2 separate regions of the Sus scrofa genome follow, and region 2 is linked to region 1. Evidence: chromatin contacts called from public Hi-C data. All regions are on one chromosome and are shown on one strand. The core of a region is the stretch at or near the end of the contact, and the rest is flanking DNA. Distances in the headings are between cores, read along the strand shown.

The links. A called contact is a pair of places that touch in the nucleus more often than the background predicts.
Region 2: a Hi-C map of liver shows a contact between it and region 1, with 1.8 times the contacts expected there. The contact joins two enhancer-like sites. A contact is called at or near these places in 5 of 47 Hi-C or Micro-C datasets (fibroblasts, heart right ventricle and liver).

Annotation. Positions count from the first base shown.
Region 1 is chr12:54,110,831-54,117,253 of Sscrofa11.1, reverse strand. All of the region lies in intron 2 of NTN1 (netrin-1), which reads right to left. Among named protein-coding and RNA genes, the nearest start is that of NTN1, 25 kb to the right of the region's middle. Within about 2 kb of position 3,338, at least 2 of the 83 cell types and tissues checked have an H3K27ac peak or open chromatin away from gene starts, as enhancers often do. A contact at or near this core is called in liver, where this site is marked.
Region 2 is chr12:54,229,536-54,235,958 of Sscrofa11.1, reverse strand. The region is part of intron 3 of NTN1 (netrin-1); the gene reads right to left. Among named protein-coding and RNA genes, the nearest start is that of TRNAE-UUC, 77 kb to the right of the region's middle. Within about 2 kb of position 2,393, at least 14 of the 83 cell types and tissues checked have an H3K27ac peak or open chromatin away from gene starts, as enhancers often do. A contact at or near this core is called in liver, where this site is marked.

The DNA of each region.
Region 1 (6,423 bases), core at 2,089-4,588:
GGGCCTGACTTCTGGGGTGGGAAGAGCCCCAGGCCCTGAGCCAGGCGGGGGTGTCCTTTCCGCCCCAGCTGGGGGCAGTTCTAGAGCTTTCCCCGTCCAGGGGACCCTGCACGGGGACTTCAGTGCGGACTCTCCTGCAGAGTCCCTTCTTTTCAGGGGCCCGCGGTCTCTCATACTGATGGGCTGGACGAAAACAAGCACTAAGAGCAGAGGCCAGAGGAAAACGTGAAGGGGACCACGCTGCAGTCCCTCCCCGGCACCGGAGCCAAACCCGAAACCTGCTTCTTCTCAAGACCCTTAGCACCTCCCCTGCCCCGAGCACAGAGCAAAGTCCACCTGAGTTTATGCTCAGAACAGGTGTTCACCGCTCACGTGCAGGCCCTCCCCAATGAGAGTGTACCCCACCTGCAGGGGGCGTCACTTCACGCTGCTTTAAGTTCCCAGACCAGGTAGCGCCACCTAACCACTGACAGCTCCGGAAACGTCCCTTATAAGGGCTTCTTCGTCTGCAGGCTGGGGAAGCAGGGGGAGGTCTTTGGGGACCAGAAGTGTCACAGAGTTTTCATCCCCTAGACTGGTTCTGAGTAATGGCATCATATTGAGACATTCTCAGTGTGGCCCAGTGGGTTAAGAAACCTGACATAGTGTCCGTAAGGATGTGGGTTCAATCCCTACCCTCGCTCAATGGGTTAAGGATCCGGCTTTGCCACAATGTGGCTCAGATCCAGCATTGCTGTGGCTCTGGTGTAGGCCGGCAGCTGCAGCTCTGATTCCACCCCTAGCCCTGGAAATTCCCATATGCCGCAGGTGCAGCCATAAAAAGAAAAAAAAATTTTTTTAAAAAGAAAAGGAATCTAATACCTTAAGACCAGTTCTGGAGTTAGGAGAAAAGAGTGCTGTGATGGATTAGTCATGTCTGCCCTGGTTTCAGAATTGGGGGTTGGTGGCATGTTTGATAAATACTCACTACAGCCATTCCAAGAAGGAACAGATGAAATCAGAAGCCCTGACAACCGTATTCAGGCAGCAGGAAGCATTCGTCCCTTTGGGATGATCCATCAAACACGCACCACACAGACACCAGGGAAACTAAAGGAGATTTACATCATTTCCTTGTTATCTAAGACTCATTCCTGTGGTCCTACAGGTTGTCTAACTTAGATGTGGAGCCTCTGGAATGTATGGAAAACTGGACACGACAACCAATAATCTCTCTTATCCGTAGGCAGAAAAGAAGTGGGGAAAATCTAGCAATAGCACCACTCGGGAGGGGCCATGAATGAGCCCTCAACTAAACCTGGACCTTGCCTAGACGAGTCCTGACGCCTCCACAGAGACAGACCTCTAGTGCCTCCTTCCAGGCTGAGTTGGGAGGATTCACTGGCTCTTAGCCGATGCGGTGAACGTTCTGTTCCTCTTTGTGCTATTTTCGGCCTTTTACGGTTCTCAGCCAACAAACTTACTTGGATTTCTGAAACACCTCCTCCCCTTTAAATAACCCGGAAGCCCCCCGTACAGAAGCATCTTTCTCTGGATCTTCTTTCTGTGCATAAAGGCACTGCGGCCTGATTCCAGCTTAGCTCCAGCTCATACACTGACCCCAACAGCAGAAAGCTCCAGGAATGACCCCCACAGGGCACACTCCACGCCTCGGCAGTACCCCTCAACCACGGGTGCACCTGTCCCCCTCGAGGACATCTTCCCTCGGTCTCTGAGGGCCAGCAGATGCAGGCGCCACCGATGCTCCTTTGCATCCATCCCAAAGGAGGCTTGGGGTGGGCGCTTAAGTGTTTGGGAGAAAAAAGGCTCGGATGAGAGGCATTTCACTTCTGGCCCATCCCACGCCCACAGCCCCTTTCCGTCAGAGGGCAGATGTGGCACAAAATAATATAGTCAGAGATGAACACACCTGGCCAGGGCCTCCCAGGAGCTGGGGACAGGAAGGAAAGCAGTATCGCTACAGGTAAAGAATGACAGCTGGAACGGGTCTCTGCTTTCTGACAGGGGCAGGGCGGCGGGCAGGGGGGGACCACAAAAGTTACATAAATTTTACAACATCCCAAAGGCAAATTAAAAGCTAACTTCACGTTGAAGTCCCGGGTGGTGCAGCAGATTGAGGATCCGGCGCTGCCGCAGTTATGGAGCAAGTCACCACCGGGGCGCCGGTTCGAGCCCTGGCCCAGGAACTTCCACATGCCACGCGGGCAGTTGAAAAAAGTCAATAACTAAATCAAGTTTAAAATCTAACCCCAAGTTTATAAGAGGGCTACATTTTTGGAATAAGAGTACAGAGTACAAAAAGGCAGAGTTCCCATCGTGGCTCAGGAGAAATGAATCTGACTAGCATCCACGAGGTGCTGGTTTGATCCCTGGCCTCGATCAGCGGGTTAAGGACCCGGCGCTGCCGTGAGCTGTGGTGTAGGTCACAGATGCGGCTTGGATCTGGCATTGCTGTGGTGTGGGCTGGCGGCTACAGCTCCGATTGGACCCCTAGCCTGGGAACCTCCACGTGCCGCGGAAGCAGCCTCTTTAAAAAAAAAAAAAAAAAAAAAAGTACAGAAAGGCGACACTGAACTCCCCATGTTGTGTTATCCGAATCAAATCTCAAGCCAGCAGAAGGCCAGCAGAGTGTCTGAGGACCGTCCCAGGCAGCTGGCTTATTGCAGGCGCTGTTCAGAACCATCCCTGGAGGCTGGTTACAACAGGACGTGGCTTCTATGTGATCAGCCTCCTATACAAGCGTCGCTGATGGCCCCTGCTCCCTGTGTGTGTAACAGCGTCCCTGGAGAAGCCAAGACATGCCCTGTCCACACTCAGTTTTGTTTGTGTAACAGCTGCCCTTTGGTGGCAGGGACGTGGGGTTGCGAAAGGCTTCCGCTCCTGGTGGCGAGCTGATCCACAGAAACAACGCACATGTAAAGCGCCCAGGACAATGCCTGACACTTAGTAGGGGTTTGCGGTCTGTCTTCAGGATGCAACCCGACACCCCCACGCACACTCCCCCTGCCCCCCGGACCAGCATCCTAAACTCCCTGGCCACCCAAACCAATGCCACACCTTCCCAGGCTGCAGAGACCACAAGGGCTGCTGCGTGTCTTTCCAGACAACAGGCAAAATGCTCTGGGCCACTCTGCAAGTATTAGGCTTAAATCCTGAGCATTTCAAAAGCCCTCTGAGACCTGCAGTCTCCCCCTAATGAAAGGCAATACAGAAACCCAAGGTATGATTATCACTTCCGAAAGGAAGAAGAAAAAAAAATTCTGGCTCACAAACACCCGTCCCAGTGCATCGACAGATAAGACCGTTTCATAATCCAGTTCCCCGGAGAGCCATTTATTTTGGTGAGGCCAGCGTGCATAGTAGACGCTGTAGAAGCCATCGAGATAACACGAATAACAACCCAACGGACTTTTGAAGTGTAAACATAAAAGTCTATTAAGAATACAATGTTGGTTTAATCCCAAGACAAAAAATTTACTTAATGAAAAGCACAACTCATCTCGAGAAGGAAATATCGATACCAGCTGTGAGCAGAAAATGAGGGGATTCCTTCCAGGGAACATGTGAATTTCAACCCACTGCCTTTCCAATATTTACTCTGGACATAAAGTCTCAAATACTTTTCCGAGGATCTCATTTTTCTCCAGGAGGAGGAGGTCAGGGAGGAGTCTGGGCAGGGCCAAAGGAGAGACTGGCAAAGCCAGGAAAGGCACAGGCGCGCCCCCACCCCACCCCACCCCACCCCCGAAGTCTTCCCATGACGCAGCTCTGTCTCGCCGCTCTGGGTAGAGCGGGGAGCAGCCTCCTGGCCCACCACGTGCTAATGAGGGACCCCAGCAGAGACCCCTCACTCCAGCTGCCACGGGGCCAACAGAGGTAAAGGACAGCAGGGCACCGCTGATGCGCACGCCCTGCCCCTCCCAGCCCCGCATCACGCCAGTGACCAGGATGTGGCTCTCGACTCGCCTCTCTAACGAGACTTCTCCACCCCTCCCCAGACTTTTTTTCAGCATGTCCTGGAGAAGCAAGGGGAGGCTGCGTATTAAGAAGAAAGGAGGCCTTATTAAAAAAAGATTTTATGGAGTTCCCATTGTGGCTTAGTCAGTTAAGAACCTGACTGTTATCCATCCCTGGCATCGCTCAGTGGGTTAAGGATCCCGCGTTGCCATGAGCCGAGGTGTAGCTCACAGACGCGGCTCGGATCCTGCGTGGCTGTGGCTGTGGGGTAGGCCGGCAGCTGCAGCGCCGATTGGACCCCTGGCCTGGGAAGGTCCACGTGTCACAGGCGCAGCCCTTAAAAAAAAAAAAAAAAAAAAAAAAAAAATTCTGATTACAAACTCTGTCCCGCCACCTGTGAGAGATCACAGGCCCTGAAATCAAGCAAAGCCTTGGCCATCAGCAACACCTGTGCACGCCGAGACCCCACACAAAGGTGCAGGTCCACCCTCTTCACCCGCGTTCCTGAAAACTCCCAGCTCCCACCAGGCCTGATGGCTAAAATCAAGGACAACTTCTTACATACGATTTCATATTTAAGTACGTAGGAATATCATAAATGTGACACGCGACTCAATGTCACGTAACAGAACACAATGAGGGAACCGCGGTCAACGCTAGCAAGAGCTAACAGGCTGTTCCAAATTTTCTCCTCTACGGCAGACCTCGTTTTAAGGCACCCTGCTGGACTGAGCTTCATAGATACTGCTTTTTCTACAAATTAAAGGTTTGTGACAACCCTGCCTTGATCGGGTCTGTTGGCACCATTGTACCAACAGCATGTGCTCGTGTCACTCTTCTGTGTCATTTGGGTGCTTCTTTGCAGTATTTCAAGCTTTTCCGTTATTACGACACGGGTTATGGTGATCTGTCAACAGTGGCTCTTTTTTTTGGCCAAAGCGTGCACCAGTTTGGTGTGGGATCTAAGTTTCCAGACCAGGGGCTGAACCCAGGCTGCAGAGATAAAATGTCATCAGTGATTTCTGATGTTACTTCTGTGCCTGGCGGAAGGCTGAGACGACGGTTAGCATTTTTTAGCAATGAAGTGTTTTTTAATTAAGGTGCGTACATTGTTTTTTCAGACACAATGCTACCGCACACCTCACAGACTACAGTACAGTGTAAACAACTTTTATGGGCACTGGGAAACGGACTTGCTTCATTGCAACACATGCCACGGTCTGGACCTGAACCCACGACCTCTCTGAGGTTGGCCTGCACGTGGATATGTAACCACCACTCACTCCTCCATCCAGCCCTTCTGTGGGAAGGCAGCACCAGGGATGCAGTAAAACAAAACAAAAGTCAGACTGGAGCCCTCACTCCATCACCTACGAGCTTCATGGCTTTGCGTAAACCGTTTGGTATCTCTAGGCTATGGTTTCCTCATCCGCAAAGTAAGCACACTAATAGGGCCTGTTATCAGCACAGTCCCAATGATTCAATGACCAAAGTCAGGCGCATGTTAATGCAAAAACACCAAGCCCTCAAGGGTTAATTATAATAATGACAATAATTATAAGAATGACTATGACTACAAAAACCTTCGCTTACCTACAGCTATGTACCAGATCCTGAACTAAGCAGCATCCTTTTAGCCTTCTGATTTTGCAAGTCTTTAGCAGGGCATTCGATTTCTCAGGCCGACACCTCCCCTGTCACCTCCCTTTCCTGCTGGTGGGCCCAAGCTCCCGGGCCATTTACAGCCCCCTCCCAAGGCCATGTTTAAACAATTACGAGCATTATGCTGCAGGCACCCGTGACCACAGGAGGCCAGCCCAGCTCCGTGCTCATCTTGCAGAGATGTCTTTTGTTGCGGGTTTTGGGTTTCAGGTGGGCAATGCAAAGCCATAGAGTGAGTGGCAAAACGAGTTTTCCTAAGCTCGCCTTGTCACAAACCAGGCAGGGGTTCAGGCTGACATCCCCGCCGTAAGATTAAACAGCATGCTTCGTCAGGCACTAAATACTAACACAGCTCCGACGTCAGGGGGACACGGATGAGAACTGATGCCAATAATTTATGAAACACAATATGGTCTTCAGATGCTCTTTTTAAAAAAAAAAAAAAAAGGAAAGGCGGGGAGGGCCTAGCAAGCCAGGTGGTTTAAAACTGTTCATGCCTTTCTCTTGAATGCACACCCCCCCCCACTGGGCATGGATGCTTCTTTACACAATGAATATAAATGCACATGTGTGTGAGAGCATGTGAATATCGCTGATACATATGGGCGGAAGAAAGTATTTCGGTATTCCACGGAGAGCTGTCGAAGCTGTAACGTTATACGGAGCCTTGTCTTTCGTATTGTTTTTTTCCTTTCTTTCTTTCTTTCTTTCTTTCCGGAAGAAGTCCCAAATTGCGTTGAAAATAAAATCGGGCCTTAACAATAGTTCACATTTATTCCACAGAGAATGTAACCTTGAAGCAAC
Region 2 (6,423 bases), core at 1,144-3,643, 120 kb before region 1:
ACACACGCACACGCACACACACACGCACCCCTGGGGGGGCCCTCCCCAGCCAACAGTGCCCTGGACCCCAGCCCAGCGGAAGAGCGAGGCTGGGGCTGGCAAGCCCGCACGTTCCAGAAGCTCTGATGATGGACCACCTGCCTACCTGAAAGCGGAGGAAGAGAATGAGAACTGACGGCCTTGAAAGGAGTGTATGGGCAGCAGGAATGTCCAGAGGCCCTTATGGAACCCTGGGAAGAAGGCCAACACACGCTGTGGGGTTATAGCGCGTGCAGGAGGCGGAACTGGGGGTACCCCTGCCCTGGACCGGCTGGTGCGTGCCCTCTGCCCCCTCTGCCCCCAGCCAGCTTCTGGCCCCCAGGCTTTGGTCCTCCCCACCCCGGGGGGAGGGGCCTGATGGAGCACTGAGGGTTGCCAGGTCAGAGGGAGTCAGCAGGGAGGTGTGACACCCCTCCTAGACTGCCATCCCCACTCTGCTCTGTCCACCCACGGTGACGTGCAGCCAGCAGTCTGAGACTCAGGCTTCGGAACACGAAACGCAGCAGGTGCAGCACTAGGAAGCGTCACGGGGATCGCTGAACTCCAGATGCAAAGAGTGGCTCCAGGGCCTCGCAGAAAGGGGTGGCCCAAGCTGCGAGGGGCCACGAAGCCCTGATTCTCGGGTCCTTGGCTGCGCATCCCACAACCCTCCTCCCAATTCAGACCAGGCCAGAGCGCTGGGGTTGCCCCCCCTTGTCACACTGTGCCCTGAGGCTCCCTCCCTGTGTTCCAAGGACCCGATCCCAGCCATGAAATGACCAGAGGAGTTTGAGGGGACATCCCCTCTACAGCGGACTAAATGGCTGTCCCGCTCCCCTCTGCAAATTCATACGCTGAAGCCCTCACCCCCCACATTAGGAGGTGAAGCCCTTGGGGGGTAACTCAGTTTGACGGAGGTCATGAGGTGGGACCCTCGCGGTGGGCTTAGCGCCCTTATGGGAGGAGGAATTAAGAAGGATCTCTCTACAAGCGCACGGCGAGGCCACAGTCTGCGGAGCAGGAGGCAGCCTCCAGCAGACGCTGAGTCCGAAGGCACCTTCCTCTTGGATTCCCGGCCTCCAAAACCAAGACGTAGCTGTTGTCTAAGTCACCCAGCCCACAGCGGGTTTTTCGGTTTTGTTTGGTTTTGTTTGACCACTGCACCTGCAGCATATGGAAGTTCCCGGGTGAGGAGTCGAATTGGAGCTGCAGCTGCAGCCTATGCCTCAGTCACGGCAAGGCCAGATCCTTAACCCCCTGAGCAAGGCCGGGGATAGGACCTGCATCTTCAGAGAGACAACACTGGGTCCTTAACCCACTGGACCACAACAGGCACTCCTCTGGTCGTTTTGCTAGCGCAGCCCAAGTGGACTAAGACACCCCCTAACTCCGCGATGCTTGAGCAAGATCTGCGGTACCTGCAGATACAGTCCCCTGCCACCCTGGATGCAGGCAGTGGACCCAAAGTGCGGGAAGCCAAGGGGAGGCAGGATGAAGGAGGCCAGTCTTCGGCCTGTCCCCACCTCCCCGGGCCCCCCCGCGCCCTCCCCAGGGAATCCTGGAGAGGGTAGGGAGTTGTCTGCAGGAGGACAGCCTGCAGGAATTTCACTTGGTGCCAGAGCTGCTCTGTTTCTAACCCAAATGGAAAAAATCTCCACGGGAATAAGTGAGAGCGGAGCTCCCCAAAGAGCCAAATTAGCTCTTCCCCGCAGCGGAGCTGCTCAGCGTGAGGCCCGAGGCTCTGGGGGAAGATCCAGCCGCTCCCACCCGGTCGGCCTCGGGCCCAGGAGTGGCTGCGGAGGAGCAGGAGGCAGAGGAAGGAGGAGGGAGGCGGCGGCGGGAAGCAGAGGAAGGTCAGGAACGGTTTGTGAAGCTGTGGACACGAGAGCGCTTCTGGAAGCCCTGGGAGTGGGGGTCGGGGCCACGGGGATTCCGTGTCGGGTTAGAGGAGGGCCGGGGACGCGACCTGGGGGGGACAGGGCACTGTCCCACCCCTCCCCTGTACGGAGCAGCGAGTCCTTTTGTTAGAAACGCATCTTAAATCTATGAATTCAAGTTCATTCCCTTTTGGTTTTTTCTTCCTCTTCCTCCTCTTCTTCCCCCCCCAGCCCGGATGCCTGCTGTGGATGATCATGGGAGGAGGGGAGGTGACCTCTGACCTTCCCCTCCAGCCTCTCAGATCCGTCTGTGATGGGAACGGAGAGGGAGCCCGAGGAGCATCTCTGAGCGGGCCTCATGAGAGCAGAGGGCCCAGCATGGGACCAGGTGCCCAAGCCCGTGACGTGGGCGTGGGCATCGGGTGGCCATGGACTGCCGAGGCTGCTGCCAGCTGACCTCCCGTGGCTGCTTCGCAGGCCTGCTAGTAATCCGGAAAGCCATGCCAAGACGCCCTCCCCGCCGCGCTGACGGAACGCAGCTGTGTGCCAGTAACTTCGGGGCCTTGGACTTGGCCAGACAGAGGTCACCGAAGGTTGCCTGGTCACTGGAGGGTCAGAGCCCACTCACCCCCAGGTCCAGGTCATCTTTGCCGAGGCCGGAGCTGGCCCAGAGCAGAGCCTGGTGGGAAGGGGTGTGCAGCGCCCTCACCCACGGGCCCAGGAAGCAGGTGGACCCTCGATGGCGCGGCTGGCGTGCTGCCAGCTGGGGTGGGCAGAGCTGAGGGCCATCCTCACTGATGCAGGGCAGCTGTGCCACTTTGTGGAGCAGGCACACCCTTAGGCCCATCCTTTGATTAAAAGAGAGGGCGCTTTGCTGTGTGGCTTCCGAATCTTTCTCCCAAGATTCTGCCAGGCCCTTTTGCCTGGATTCCCAGAGACAGGAGGCTGGGCTGCCACGCAAATTACTGCTCCCCAAGAGAAGCTGGCTGGGTCCCAGAGGGCGGGGGCTCTGGAGGCTGCTTAGGGCACCTCCAGGGAGGTAGGCTTCAAGGCCCTTCAAGGAGACAGACCTCGAAGCCTCCGGCCAAGACAAGAATTCCCAGACCCTTATCCTGGCCCCACCCATCTGACTGTAATATACCCTCCCCTTCCTTGAGCCACCTGGCCAACTCCCTCCTGCCCCCGACTAGGAAAGGTATGTGGCCCACTCCTCACCCCACCTCTCTAGAGGCCTTATATGCCCCCAACCAACCAGCAAGTGTATCATAGGACCCCTCTGCCCTCAACCAATCAGCAGGTCAGCAGGTGTATCATGTGACCGCTGCTCTCCCAGGGCTATAAAAACAGACATGACTACATGTTGGGCAGCAGCTCCCCTAGATCATCAGGAAGTCATCCTGCTGCGCTAGCAGCATCCATCTCATATCTCAAACTCTTCTTTCTCTTCACCTCGCCACGCTGGAAAATTCTTCTGACCCATGTGCACAGACCACGACACAAAGGGTGGAACCACCCCCAACGGTGGAGCCCTCCTGCAGCGCAGCACAGCCACCCAGACACCTGGGAACACTCGGGCACATCCACACCCTCCTCCAACACCCTTCTGGTCCTCCCACCAGCTATGAACTTGGCATGACCGTACAGAGGAGCCCACGGACTGAACAGAACTGCCGGCAGAGGGAGCAGCGCTGGGAGATGGAAAGGCCTGATTTCTGAGTGCATCGCCAGGGCCCTCGCCCCCCGGACTGCCCCCAGGCTTCTTGTTCTGCCAGGAGACATACACGCATCCCTAGTGACATCGAGGCCAGGTGGAATCTCCGTTACGTGCAGCCAAATGCGGTCCCAAGAGAGACTTTCACTGTGCTCCTTCTCAATTCCAAGCTACGTGGTCCCAAAGGAAGGCCGCTTCCCCAAAGCCCATGAATAAGGAAAGCCTAAGTTACACCCTCTGTGCAAAGAAGGGTGAGCTTCAAGGTGTGGGGAGCGCTGCCGGGTGACCACAGCCTGCAGTGGGTCCTCGAATGCCTTGGACAAGGGACTTGGCCAGCTGTGTCACAGGAAGCAGGTCTGAGCTGCCCACTGGTTACCAAGGAGACGCCGGCCCTGGTCCTTAGGGAGAGAAAGCCAAAGGGATCCTGCTGTAGCCCCACACCCCGAGACACCCAGACACGTGGAGATGCCACAGACGCTCCTGCACACACAGCGCCACAGCCGGCAGGGGAGCGCAGGGCCACCCTGACTCTGCCGAGAACCAGGTCTGGGTCAGAACATCTTCCGCCACAGGAAGCTGCTGGGTGACTCCTGTTTCCCTGGAAGTCAGCCACTTGGGGCAGAGGTCAGGCCGGTCCCTGGGAAGTCACCCCTCTGCACGCAGCAGGCAGCACCTGGGCCTGGGGCACAACCTACTCGTTTTTCCACAAAGAGGAAGGTGAGAGCAGGCGGAAGCCCGGGGCCTGAGAAGGCAGCAGGGTTCGGTTTCTCACGACCACGCGGGCTGGAGGGCCTCCCAGCTCAGAGGAGAACCAGACTGTCCTTGCTCCAGGTCATCAGCCGGGAACAGCCAGCTCAGGACACACAGATGTTTCAGATGGGCGTCAGGAGATCCCGGTCTGACCCTGCCCTGCCACTAATGCTGTGCGACCCTGGATCAGCGCCTCGCTCTCTCTGAGCCTCCGACGGCTCCCCACTAAGGACAGAGTCCATACTTGCCCTAGAGTCGCTTCCGGCTCAACAGGCTAGGGCTTGGCTTCCACACGGCTCCAAGGATTCAAGGCAGCACGGCCTGCCCCCTGGGGCCATCACCCGCACAGCCACAGTCCAGCACAGTGTCCTGGCTCAGGGCACCGGAAAACCGCTCCTGCGGCCAGGCCTTCCCTCCACACCCAGGGGCCCGACACCACTCCCCGCTGCACTGGGCCGAACCTCCTCTCTGAGATGTGGTTTGTCAGCTCTGAGAAGGGCGCCACAAAGCTGACCTGGAAGGCAGGGCACCCCAATCCCGGAGGCTTGTCCCGAGCCCCTCCTGCTCCCTCTGACAGGCTGCCCTGGAGGCCTGTGGCCTCCGTCGGGGCGGTGCACCCTCTGGGCTGGCCCTCTCTCCACGGCAGCTCACGCCACAGCTGTGGAGATCCATCCTGGGCTCCCGTGGGGACTGGCTCCACGCAGTGACCCCAGGACACCTGCTTGTGGAGGGGAGGGGAGCAGCCCCACGCAGGAGAGAAGAGAGAGCCACCACGGCACCGGGCCTCACTTTAGACGTCCTTCCCGCGGCCACGCCAGGCGTGGAGCACTGGCCTCAAGCTCTGAATGAGTGTTCCCGGAATTCAAACGCTGACGTCCTGACTCCAGTGTCTCAGGATGCGACTGCACCTGGAGGCAGGCTCTTTAAAGAGCAGATAAAGGTAAAATGCAGCCACCAGGCTGGGCCCCAAGCAACACGACTGGTGTCCTCCTAAGACAAGAGGACACAGACACACGCAGAGGGAGCAGTCGTCAGAGCCTCTGTGACCACTTGGGTCCCCCAGCATGTACCCCACAGCAGTCCTCACTGATGCATTGACTTGAGGGCTGTTTCCAAGAGGTGGCCCACGGGGCCTCAGCGGGGACTGCGCTGGGGGTCCAGGCTGAACAGGAGGCTGGCGCGGGGTCGGGGGCAAGGCCTGCACCAACTGCTTCTCTGGGGACCCTGCCCATGGGCAGCCCTGTGCTGGGAGCCTTCTGTGCCGGTCTTTCAAGAAAGGGCCAAACCCCAGGTGCTGGGGGCAGCCCTGCCCAGCCAAGGTCTGGAAGACACACCCCTTCCAGGACCCACTGGGCCTCCAAGGCCCAGAGGGGAGCGTTAGGGAGAGAAACCACCCTGCCCTGAAGCTGTGGTGCTGCTGTCGGTGAAGGTGGCAGCTGCCTAGAGCCAGGCAGGGGGCCCTGGGACTCCAAGGCCCACCTCTGCCTGAGGCGCTGGGTTAGGGCGAAACCCCTCCTCGCCCGCCCGGAGTGAGGCTCTCTGTGTCCTCGGACGCCTCCCACAAAGCAAGCAGGAGCGGGCGGGCGGGCCCTGCCACGTGGGCCAGGCTGAGCTCTGGCTGTTGTGAGGGTCGGGGAGGAGGAGAGAGGATGCTGAAAGTCAGCGGGCTCCAGGGAACGTGTCTGGCCTGGGCCCCGCTGTACCCCAGCTCCCACATGGAGCAGGTGTTCCTAAGCACGTGCTGGATCAGTGCAAACACTCGGGGCCAATCTGCCGCCCTCGCCCTCTCTGTGGGGAAGAGGCCGTTTCGTGGCCCCTGTGAATCTGGAGGAGAGGAGGAGGGACCCACAGGAAAGCTCCTCCTGTCACATCCTAGACCACGGGCGACCTCGCCCACGCACACTGCCCACTCCTAGACTCTCCGTGCTCATGAGGGAGCGAGGAGAATTTAAAGCCACAGATAATCCGCCAGCTTCTTCTCACCTCCTCCGAGGCTCTGCTTTTCTTTCGCCCAGCGGTCGCTAGGAAGGCACAAAAGAGTAAATGTTTCAAGTCGCATGGCCTCTC